2 separate regions of the Astyanax mexicanus genome follow, and region 1 is linked to region 2. A link is a contact called in public Hi-C data. All regions are on one chromosome and are shown on one strand. The core of a region is the stretch at or near the end of the contact, and the rest is flanking DNA. Distances in the headings are between cores, read along the strand shown.

What was found. A called contact is a pair of places that touch in the nucleus more often than the background predicts.
Region 1: a Hi-C map of muscle shows a contact between it and region 2, with 15 times the contacts expected there. The contact joins the promoter of LOC103040540 here to the enhancer-like site in region 2. A contact is called at or near these places in 2 of 3 Hi-C or Micro-C datasets (both in muscle).

The regions. Positions count from the first base shown.
Region 1 is chr18:12,123,777-12,129,902 of AstMex3_surface, reverse strand. LOC103040540 (cytoplasmic dynein 2 heavy chain 1) reads right to left here and starts at 2,134. Exons shown (of 91, transcript XM_049466927.1): 1 at 2,003-2,134; 2 at 904-1,090; 3 at 292-462. The coding sequence starts at 1,086.
Region 2 is chr18:12,074,660-12,080,606 of AstMex3_surface, reverse strand. It overlaps fzd4 (frizzled class receptor 4), which reads left to right. Exons shown (of 2, transcript XM_015605665.3): 2 at 3,009-5,947. The coding sequence ends at 4,343. Among protein-coding and RNA genes, the nearest start is that of fzd4, 4.8 kb to the left of the region's middle. Within about 2 kb of position 3,301, the one cell type or tissue checked has an H3K27ac peak away from gene starts, as active enhancers do.

The DNA.
Region 1 (6,126 bases), core at 885-3,384, 50 kb before region 2:
TCAAGAACAGGCCTAGGCACCTCAGTTGCTCTAAAGGGAAACTTTATTGCCTTATTATACAAAAAATTGGCTGGGTGTATGAAGGACCCTCTATGTTAACTCCTACAAACTTGAACATCATAAAAGCTCCTGTAGGTATAATGGGGTCCCAATAATTATATCAATAAAGTTTATGATCAATAGGATTATCCCTGGATTCATAAATAAACTTTTTAAATACAATTTTACTATGTTGGTCTGTTTAGTATGTAAGCTAAAGTGAATGGTGTGTAATGAATTGTGTTTGTCTACCTGTAAAAGTGCAGGGTTGAACACCTGTCTGAGTGTTTGGTAGAGGGTGTGGACTGGAGACTCCAGCATGGTGGAGACAAGCACGGCTCTGCTGACATTCTCTTCCGTAATCACACACGGATGCAACTTGAAGAACACCAACACACGCTCTTCATCCCAATCACTGTCCATCTGTGTATACATCCACAAAAGAAGAACAAAGTCAGAGGACTGAAGAAGGATGCACTTTCAAACGAATGTCTATTAAGATGTATGTAAAAAGGTAGCTGATATAAGAGATTAGCAGTTAGTGATCTTCTCCAAGCATGTTGATTTTCAATGGGATTAGAAGTAGTCTGAAAAGAAGTGATGGAGTTTCACATGTTTTGGAGAAATACCTAGCCTACATGCTAGCCTACATCTTCCCAGTATTGAAGCATCAAGTTGTTCTAAACTGAGAAGCCTTTTCTTACTAAGACTTGTCTCTATGTGGTTACCAGAGAGATTCAGAGACAGTATTAAAATACTGGTGGCAAAGTCAGTAAAAACTGTACAATACAATGCAGCCGATTAAAGAAGAGTTTTAAAAAGAGGGAGAAACATCGCCCATTCAAAAAGTCACTTTAGCTGCACCTTATTGAAGAAGCGCAGCTGATCTCCATCACTGCTGGTTACCAGGATAAACTGGTTTGCATCATCTAGGAAGGTATTGAGCTCAGTGGATGTAGACAGGGAGTATGCTGGCTTCAGGCTGAAATAATTTGCTGCTGTGTTCAGTAGAAAGAGCTTACGGGGGTCTTTCACAGCAGAGTCCATCTCACTGTTAAAACAAACACATGCACAAAAATTAAAATCAAAGTTGGAGCCAGAGTTTTGAATTTAATGTCTTAAGTTTACAAATAGTCCACATCGTTTTTTAGTAATTACTTCTTTTGTTTATCTTATTAAATATTATTTTTGCATTATATTGATCTGAATTTTAGTCAGCAAAATAGCTTCATAAAGTTCATGAAGCAAGCTAGAAATGCTAAACCATTTGTGGATGTTAAAATGATTGTGTTTTCTAAAGAAAGCTTGCAAATAAACATTACATTACAAATAAAAATGTTTTACACCCAATTTTCTACTTTTAATTTGTTTAAATTTACCACCAAATAGACAGAAAAGAAATTGATACACGTTACACTGACGAATACTGTTCAGTAAGTAGGTTATGTTTGTAGCTTGTTCTCAAAAAGGAATCCGAATAGCCACTAACTTACACACATATTTTGGACATACTAAGAGATTAATATATAATTCTTTTTACTTTTCTAAAACATGAAACATTCCTGTGTCTGTGTAAAAGTGTTTTACTCCATAACAGCAGCATATTTTACGTGTAATGTGCTTAACGGTAAAGAAACGTCATAGAAATCTCTGTTAACATACTTAGCTACAGGAGTTAGTTAGCTAACGGTCGAGTATAACAATAATAATACCAGGAATTCTAACGTTGAACTAGTTAGCGTTAGCTATCTTTGCTAACCTAACAGTTACCTTTACTTAATACACTGAGCGCGACTAAGCTAAGCTAGCTAAATTAGCCTAGCAAACAAATCGCTGTTCCGCTCTTTTTGCGCCAACGCGGTAAAACCTCTGTACTTTAACCGCCTCAGATGATCATAAACGCGTATTTGTATCTTGTACATCAAGCTCAACCCGAACAGCAATAAAATAAACGATATTTTACCTCAGAAATCACCCTGCGCACCATTAGCTGCAGCGCCCTAACGCTGCGCGAGAGGTAAAGCTGGCGTGGTTGCCGTGGCAACACCACGGAGATTACGTAGCGCTAGTCTGCGTTGGACATCTCTGCTACGCCTTTTTTAGTGTAATATATATATATATATATTTTAATGTAGTATAATATTTTTAGTGTAGTATAATGATTTTTTTAGTGTAGTATATTTTAGTGTAGTATAATATTTTTTGTAGTGTTTTTTTCTTTTTTGTGTAGTTATTATTTATTTTTACTATGTATTCAATAAGCAAGTATACAAATAACATCAGACAAATATAATATCCATGTTACAGTGTAGGTACAAATTTAAGTACTCATGGATGCAACATACTGAATGAAATACAGAAAAAAATCACAGAATTAGACAACATAGAAAACATAGCAAAAATAATACATTAATTGTGGAAGGCTCATCAATATCCGTACATTAGATCATCATTATAAAACAGATCATTTTTTGTATTATGCTTAAGATTATCTTACTTAAGAGAAGTGAATTAAACTCAGTTAAATAGATAGAAAAGCTTAGATTTAGTTTAAGAATTTTTGTTTGTTAATAAAATATTGACTGCCGCTTCTGACTCTGCATGCCCTGTGTCTGACTCCGCGTGTGCCATTTCTGACTCCACGTGTGCCGTTGTCTGACTTTGCGTGTGCACGTCTGCCTCCATTGTGCCCAGTGTCTTGATTCCCGAGCCCAGTGTCCCCATGTTTGAGTCTGCATGCGCTATGTCTAACTTCACATGCACTGTACCTGACTCCACCTGTGCCATGTCTCTCTCTATTTGTGCCATATCTAACTTCATGTGTGCCCTCTCTGACGCTGTGAGCACCATACCTGCATTATATCTAACTCTGTGTGCCATGCCTCACTCAATGTGCACTGTATCTAACTCTACATATGCTGTGTCTGATTTCATGTGCACCTTGTCTATATGTGCCCTGTCTGACGTTGTGTGCTCCATGTCTGCATCATGACTCCACGTGCGCCATGTCTGACTCCATGTGCACTGTAACTGACTCTATGTGTGCCCTGTCTGACTCTGCGTGTATCATGTCTGTATCGTATCTGACTCCATGTGTGCTGTGTCTGACTCCACATGCCCCAATCCAGCTAACAGCACAAAAGCGAGGATCTTTTCTGACCTTCTTAGAGAGCCCAGGTCATTTTAAACACATCTGGGTTTGTTTTATACCGTGGCACAAAATGACCAACGTATGCTTTTTGGTAAAAGCTAAGCTAATACTGCTGCACACAAACCCGACTAAAAAGCTACTAAACTTCAAACATTTGTTTGCATTTCATCCACACGGTGAGGCAGAGGTAAGGTCCTAAACCCTGTATGTTTTTATTCCTCAGACAGAACCACAGTTCAGGAAACGACTGCAGAGCTAACTCTGTGCAAGGGTTTAGCGGGGGTTGTATGGCTGGCGTTGTGGGTTTGTGGCCAGTTGAGCTGAAGAGCCATATTAATGGAGTCTTTGTGATTTGTAATGTGGGAAAATACCTCAGACGAGCACCAGCCCGGAGAACAGCTGCAGAACTGCATCAACTGAGTGTGTTGGGGGTGGAGGGGCTGTAATTCCCTGTATAATGGGCTTTTTCTGACTGTAGACAAGCCCTCCATACTAATGCGATGACTGTATGTATGCATGTGTGTGTGTGTGTTTTCACTGTGCAGCTGCAGAGTTGATGACCCTGGTCTCGTCACAGGAATTACACTGCGATACACTGCCAAGCAGACGTAAAACAGAACACGATCACCCCACTGAGGGATACACAATACACACACACATTCCTCAAACTTGGACATCAGGCATTTTAACAGCAGCACTGAGACAAGATGTTTCAACTTCAATTGCATAAAGTGCAGGAGGACCCTTGAGAGAGAGACACGCATAAACACATACACACATTGTTTATGAGCACAGGGCCTTAGCCTATGCTTTGCACAGTGGTGATGAATGGAATACATGACCACAACACAAATATTTCCTTTTTATTCACCACACAAACCCACCAGAGGTCCAGAGTGCATGTTATATGAAATGATGATGAGGGTAAAAGGAATCTGAGCAAATACAGTTTTCTGCACAAAGCTATGCATACTGTTAAACCAAACCAAAAAGTGTTTGTCCTCCACAGTCCCCTGACCTAAACCTGATCAACTGAGAATGTGATTTGTGATGAGCTGGAGCTTCAAAGCATGAAGGAAAAGCAGCCATTTTTGTTCAGCACCTCCAGGATCTCCTTCATGACACTGATAAAACTGTTCCAGATGACTCTACCTCAAGAGTGTGCAGGTCTGTCCTCAAAGCTAAATGTGCTACTTCGAAGAATCTAAAGAATTAAACATAATCTGATTTGTTTAACAGTTTTGTTTACAAAATAATAAATAGAAAGAAAACTCAAGGAATGAAAAGAGGTGGGTCTAAACTTTTGACTGGTACTGTACATAAGGCATCTTCCGCCTAATTTCAATGCAGTTAGATTTTAAACTTTTGACTGGTACTGTACATAAGGCATCTTCCGTCTAATTTCAATGCAGTTAGATTTTAAAGACCGTTTAGATCGAAAATCTTCTCCAAAAGACACTGTCTCAGAAATCAGACAGTGTCTTGATAACCATTTGGTGTAATAATGTTCTGTAAGGTAAGCTATATTGCCAAAAGTATTTGCTCACCCATTCAAATCACTGAACTCTGATTCAAATGACTGAACTCTGATTCAAATGACTTAACTCTCACTACTAAGAATTCCATAGGCCAACTGTCAGTGATGTTTTAACACAGTGGAACAGACTGGGAACAAGCAAACTGGCTCTGTTAGCATTAAATTTTCAGTCATTCAAAAATCAGGGCCTGATTTAAGCTCTAAAAACAGGCAAACATTTTTAGTTCATTTGTCTTAGTCTAGTTAGCTAATGTTGGCCCTACTTATAAAAGTCAATTCACATCCTTTTCCTTTTGTCATTAGTAGTACATTTACATTTTCATTAAATTTATTGCTTTTGAACTGTCGCTTCAGCAAACCTACTTCAGGTTCTGCTGGAAAATGAAATCTGTATTTCCATAATGCTGGTCAGCAGACAGAGACAAAACGTGCTGTAATATGTGCTGGTAGACACTGTGCTGACTTTAGACTTGATATATCACAGTGGACCAATACCAGAAGATAACATGCTGTGTGTTATGCAGAGAAACATGTTCAGTGCATTTAAAATGTGCCATTTTGAACTGTAAAATATGTGTAATTTAGAAAATATTTTTAGAGTGTTGGAGATTTGAGAAGAGATTGTACCCTCTGTTTGTTTGTTTAAATGATTGCGCTATGCACATCATTTTAGTGTTTTAGCAATTGAAAAAAACTGTAAGTGTGCGCTGCAAGTGCTTAACGGGTCACTGTGTGGTGCTGTTGCATTAGTGTTAAAACAGAAAATGAACCCGAGCCAGGAAAAAAAAGAAAGAAAGAGAGTGAGAGAGAGAGAGAGAGAGAGAGAGAGAAAGAGAGACAATGAAACAGAGACAGAGAGAAATAGATATAGGCAGTTAGACAGAACAGTATGGTCTTTGTAAGCCTGTGTGTGTGTGTGTGTGTGTGTATGTGTGTGAGCTGTAATGAGTGTTAAACTGCGTTTATGATGGTGTTGTAGCCTCATAAACACGCATTAAACTACCACTTATAGTAACTGTGAGAAACAGTTTTCTGCTGCTGTGTTTATATATGCTAACATACACTATGTGTCCAAATGATTGTTGACACCCCTATTAATAAATGCAATGTTCAGCTACTTTAACTGCAACCGTTGCTGTACCAGATGTGCAAATGCAAAGACGCAGCTTGTCCCTGTAAAGACATATCAATAGAATAGGACTCTCTGGAGCAAATGGCACCATGCCTAAGGCCAGACATGCCTGGCATTGAGATGTGGAGCAGTGGAAGTGTGTTCTCTGAAATGATGGAGCTCCATCCAATACTTTTGGGGAGAGTTGGGGAGTTGGGGATGATGACCTCACTAATGCTTTTGTTGCTGAATGCAACTAAATTCTCTCAGCGATCTTTAAAATCTAGT
Region 2 (5,947 bases), core at 2,052-4,551:
AGGCCTCTAGTTCTAGTTTCCGAACACTTCAGCAACTGAATCCCCATTACTTGTGCAATATTGCCAAATCAACAACCAACCACAAAGTATGATACATCCACCCCCATGCTTCACAGTTGGCAAGTTATTAATTTTTTCTTTAAAATGTACCTATGCTGATTGTGGCAAAATAGTTCTGACTTCACCGGTCTACAGCATTTGTTTTACAAAGTGCATCTGGCATTCATTTGCTTATCTTGTTCTAAGACCTTGACAAAAAACAAATCCTAGGTTGCCCAAGCTTTTGTACAGGCCACACTGCTGATTTTTTAAAATAGTTTTGTCTGTGCATTAGAATCTGATATAATTATGCTGTTGATGGTTTAGCTATAGAAGCTTGATTTATTATATTTCAAAGCCATTCATTAATGGCATACAGATATTTGTTTAAGTGAAGTGAAGTCAGTCATATTATTTTATCAAATTAAAATCAAATCATATTTATTAATGATGTTGTACTGTTTGACTGGACACTAATATTAATTTGTGTAAGGTGTGTATATCAATTAAAAGTATATACAGTTGGTGTATACAGTGTTTACATTGCTGTTGTATACAGAGTGTGTGATGTGTGTATAGAGTGTACAGAGTATATACAGTCTCACAAAAGTGAGTACACCTCTCATGTAAATGTACTGTCCCCTTTAAAATAACTCAACACACAGCCATTTATGTGAAAATAAAAGTGAAAATGGCAGAAATGGCGCCCAAAGCCTTTTTGGGCATGGATTCCATCAGAGCTTCACGGGTTTCCTCTGGAATCTTTTCCTCACCTCCTTGATGACATCAAGGATCTGGTGGATGTTAGAGACCTTGCACTTCTACAGCCTTTTGCTTGAGGTTGCCCCACAGGTGCTCAGTTGGGTTTATGTCTGGAGACATACATACATACTAGTCCATCACCTTTACTTTTAGCTTCCTGTGCAAGGCAGTTGTCATCTTGGAGGTATGTTTGGAGTCATTATCACGTTACCAGTTACTGAAGGTAGGAACAGTATATGTTGGAATTTAGATCCCCAGCACTGGAAGTACTCAAGCTGCCCCAGACCATGATGCTACCACCACCATGCTTGACTGTGAGCAAGGCACAGTGCTTGGTACTCCTCTCCAGGATACTGCCACATATGCTGGACACTATCTGAGCCAAACAAATTAATATTGATCTCATTAGATCACAAGACACATTCCAGTATCCATGCTCTTGAACTACTTGTCTTCAGCAAACTGTTTCAGGCTTTTTTGTGCATCAGCTTTAGAAGAGGCTACCTTCTAGGACATTGCCATGTAAACAGAGTTGATGCAGTTTGTGGTGTATGGTCTGCGGGCTGACCTCCCACTTCTTCAAGCTCTGCAGCAATACTGGCAGCACTTATACATCAATTTTCAAACAGCCAATGGATATTATTATTAACACGTGAAAACAGCTTATTTGGTTGAACTTGGGGAGGCCTGTTCTGAGTGGAAAACTGCTGTATAACCCTGGCCATTGTGCTGTATCTCAGAAAGTGCCATGTTAAATATCCAGTGGCCAGTGTGAGATAATTGAACCCAAAAAAATAACCTTGTAAACTAATGAGTCACATGACACTGGGGAAGGAAAATAGCTCATTTGGCACAATTTGAACATGTTTACTTAGGGGTGTGCTCACTTGTGTTGCCAGCAGTTTATACATTAATGGCTGTGTGTTGAATTATTTTGAGGGCACAGTAAATTTACACTGTTATCCTGTAGCTGTACACAGACTACTTTACATCAAAGAGTTAGCAAACATCTAAAGATCTATAGTGTTGCCCACTAAATATTTACAAATATGGGGTGTACAGATTTTTTTTGAGATGCTGTACCGATACTTTGTGTATACAAAGTGTGCAATATCTGTAAACTGTGTGTATACAGTGGCTGCATAAAGTAAATGCATATTTGTGTGTTTACAGTGTGTGTATACAGTAAGTGTATTCACGATGAATGCATACAGTATGCGTATAACTTGAGAATATACAGTAATCACACAGATTTTAGATATGACTATATATCAGGAAATAAAGGCTTTAGTGTTAAAAACAGTCAAAAACGTTTTGAATCTCGCTGATGTAACACAGAGCAGCAGGGAGGGTCTACTGTGCAGAATGCTGTATTTTTATCTCTTTATTAAATTATATAATAACACAGAAATTTACAGAACAATGCTGTGATTTACTTGTGTTCACTGTTACTCAAGCAAACATGGAGTCAACTGTTACTAATAAACTCTCTGCTTTTTACTTTATATACTGTCTGTTTATATACACCGCACATATACACCCCTTCTAATTAATGTATTCAGTTACTTTAGGATGATAAGCCTTGCCAATACCATAGGAGCAGATAAACGTGAACATGTTGGCATCACACAAACACTGGAGAGGTATAAAGCCCCCCTAGTATTGAGCTGTGGAACAGTGGAACTGTGTTCTCTGGAATGATGGTGTCTCATTCAGTACTTTTGGGATGAGTAGGGGATAAGGTGGTAATCATCCAACATCCTGACCTCGCTAGCACTCTTATCACTGAATGCAATCAATTCCTGACAGCAATGCTCCAAATTCTGACAGAATGTCTTCCCTGAACAATGGAGACAGTCACTCCAACAAAAGCAGGATAAATGATTTTTTAAATACCACTGATCCAAGACAAAACAATTTATGTCCCAATACCTTTGTCCAAATATGGTACTGTTAAAATTACTTGTTAAATTATTTGAGTAAACAAAAACCAAATACATTTAACTGTCAGAAAGTATGAGGACCCCTGCTGCTTCAGAGTTCCTCTTTATATCAGGGGTATTTTCTAAGTGTTTGTTATCTTCTTGCCATTGGGCATAGTGACCTGCTGTTCCAGAGCAGAGTGTCCGGTTCTACTGGTTGATGTGAGAGATGTGTTTAGCAAACAGATGTAACTGATGTGCTTTCTCTATTTTCTCTCCCCTCAGTTCTTCCTGTGTGCAGTGTATGCACCCATGTGCACAGAGAAGGTTCCAGTAACCATTGGTCCATGCGGCAGCATGTGCCTGGCAGTGAAGCGGAAGTGTTTACCCGTGCTGCAGGAGTTTGGCTTCGTGTGGCCGGAGCTGCTGAACTGCAGCCTCTTCCCACCCACCAATGACCAGAACCACATGTGCATGGAGGGTCCGGCCGAAGACGACCTGTTCCACCCCAATAAGCCAGTGGCCCCGCACGAGGAGGAGTGTGTGACAATGGGTGGAGGAGGCCCAGAGCAATATGCCTGGGCCAAGAGGAGCGGCAGCTGCGTCCTGCAGTGTGGATACGAGTCTGGGCTGTACCGCCGGCAAGCCAAGATGTTCACGGACGTTTGGATGGCTGTGTGGGCAGTGCTGTGTTTCATCTCCACCTCTTTCACGGTGCTGACCTTCCTCCTGGACTCAGCGCGCTTTTCCTACCCTGAACGCCCTATCATGTTCCTCAGCATGTGCTACAACGTCTACAGTGTGGCCTTCTTGGTGCGACTGACCGCCGGCCGGGAGCGGATATCCTGCGACCTAGACGAGGCGGCCGTGCCTGTTCTCGCGCAAGAGGGTCTCAAGAACACTGGCTGTGCTGTGGTCTTCCTCTTGGCTTATTTCTTCGGCATGGCCAGCTCTATCTGGTGGGTCATCCTCACGCTGACCTGGTTCCTTGCAGCAGGTCTCAAATGGGGCCATGAGGCCATAGAGATGCACAGTTCCTACTTCCACATTGCGGCCTGGGCGATCCCAGCAGTAAAGACCATAGTCATCCTAATCATGCGGCTGGTGGACGCAGATGACCTTACCGGGCTCTGCTACGTAGGAAACCAGAATCTGGATGCGCTGACTGGTTTTGTGGTAGCGCCGCTGTTCACATACCTGGTGATTGGGACGCTTTTTATCGCAGCAGGGTTGGTGGCACTCTTCAAAATACGCTCCAACTTGCAGAAGGACGGCACAAAGACGGACAAGCTGGAGCGTCTGATGGTCAAAATCGGAGTCTTCTCTGTCCTCTACACGGTGCCCGCCACCTGTGTCATTGCATGCTACTTCTACCAGATCTCCAACTGGGCTGATTTTCACCAGACAGCAAGAGACTCCTACATGGCGGCCGAAATGCTTAGGATTTTCATGTCGCTGCTCGTAGGCATCACCTGTGGCATGTGGGTGTGGTCTGCTAAGACCCTTCACACCTGGCAGCGCTGCTCGCTTCGCCTGCTGCACTCACGCAGGAGCTCCCGTGCCCACCAGAGCGGCGAGGGCTGGGCCAAACCTGGCAAGGGCAATGAGACTGTGGTGTGAAGCACACATAAGATAGGGAGAGCTGGGAAAAGAGGGAAAATAGTGGCTCAGGCATGAAAAGAACGATGGCACCACCTTGTGGACATTTGTTGAAAGTGCACAACGTTGCCACCACCCCCTTTACTCTCTCTCAGAACAGAACTGAGAACTTATGTAGCAGCATCAGCTCCTCAAACATAATGCAGAGACGTTTTAACTGATGATTATTACACTGGACACTTGCAACACAACAGAACCTCTCTAGCAGAACAGGTTCTGCTTCAACTGACCCAACTCTTTTTTCCTGTCGCTTCAACACTGTGGTAATGCAGCAAAGACACCTGGGAAATGTACTTGTTTTTAGTCCTCAGCGAACAGCACAGTTTACCTCGCACTGAGACACGGCAGTCTGTTCTTTCTTTCCTGTTTGCTCTGTTCCGTACCTCTGGAATGGCAGCTAGAACCCTGGTGGGTCAGGATTCTGGAACTATGCCCTGATTCGTGTTCTTGAACCACACCTGTTTTAGTGTAGTAGAGCCATGCCTCCGGTAGTACTGCCTTAGTTAGTACCCTTCTAAATACCTTGTTGTAGAGTCTTGCCTAATTTAGGGTTCTAGGACTCTGCATGTATTCTGCTTGGTTTCGAATTCTGCAGCCCTGCCTTGTGTGGGTTTCTAGAACTGCTTTGAACTGATGCAAAGCTGGTTTAGGACTCTAGAAACCTGCTTGTGTTGACATTCAACAACCCTGCCCCTATTTTTTTTTTTTAGAACTGTGACACATGTAGTACCTCGCACCTGTTTGTTCTGAACCTCTGGACTGGTAGCTAGAACCGTGGTGAGTCAGGATTCTGGAACATTGGCCTGATTCGTGTTCTTGAAGCACAGCTGGTTTAGTGTTGTAGAGCCATGCCTCTAGTAGCATTGTAGGACACATGGTTACTGTTCTTGAATGTTGCCTTACTCTTATTCTTGTGGAATCGAGCCTGATGTAGGGTTTTAGAACATTTATTGGTTTAAATTTTTTTGCCCACTTGAGAAATTTCGAACTCTCCTTTATTTAGGATTAGAATTCTATAACCCTACCTTGTCTGAAATGATTGAAATCTGCCCTATGTTTTTTAACCCCGTGTTGGCCTCATGCTGTTGTAGAAGCATGTCTTTAGTATTATTGTAGGACACTGCCTCAGATTTTAAGAACTCTGACAGTTTTATTGTTCTGAAACACCACATTATTCTAAATACTTTTTCTAATTATTGTAGAATCATGCCTGATTTAGGGTTCTAGAACCCGGTTTGTGATTTTCTGTCCACTTTGGAAATGTCAAATCTTGGCCAATTAAAAATTCTAGAAACCCGCATGGCCGAAGATTCTAAAACTCTGACCCATTTTATTATCCTAGAGCTCTGTCTGTTTTATTATTCTAAAAATATATATGCTTTGGACTGATATATTCATGCATGATTCAGGATTTCAGGACCTCAGCTGGTTTGGGATTTTAGAATCCTGCTTGATTTAAGACTCTAGTATCTTACTTGTTTTCAGGTTCAGGTATTTAGTGTTCCAGAATCTTTCACATTTTAGCATTCTACACTTTAGTGAGTTGTCTGGTTTAGTATTCTACA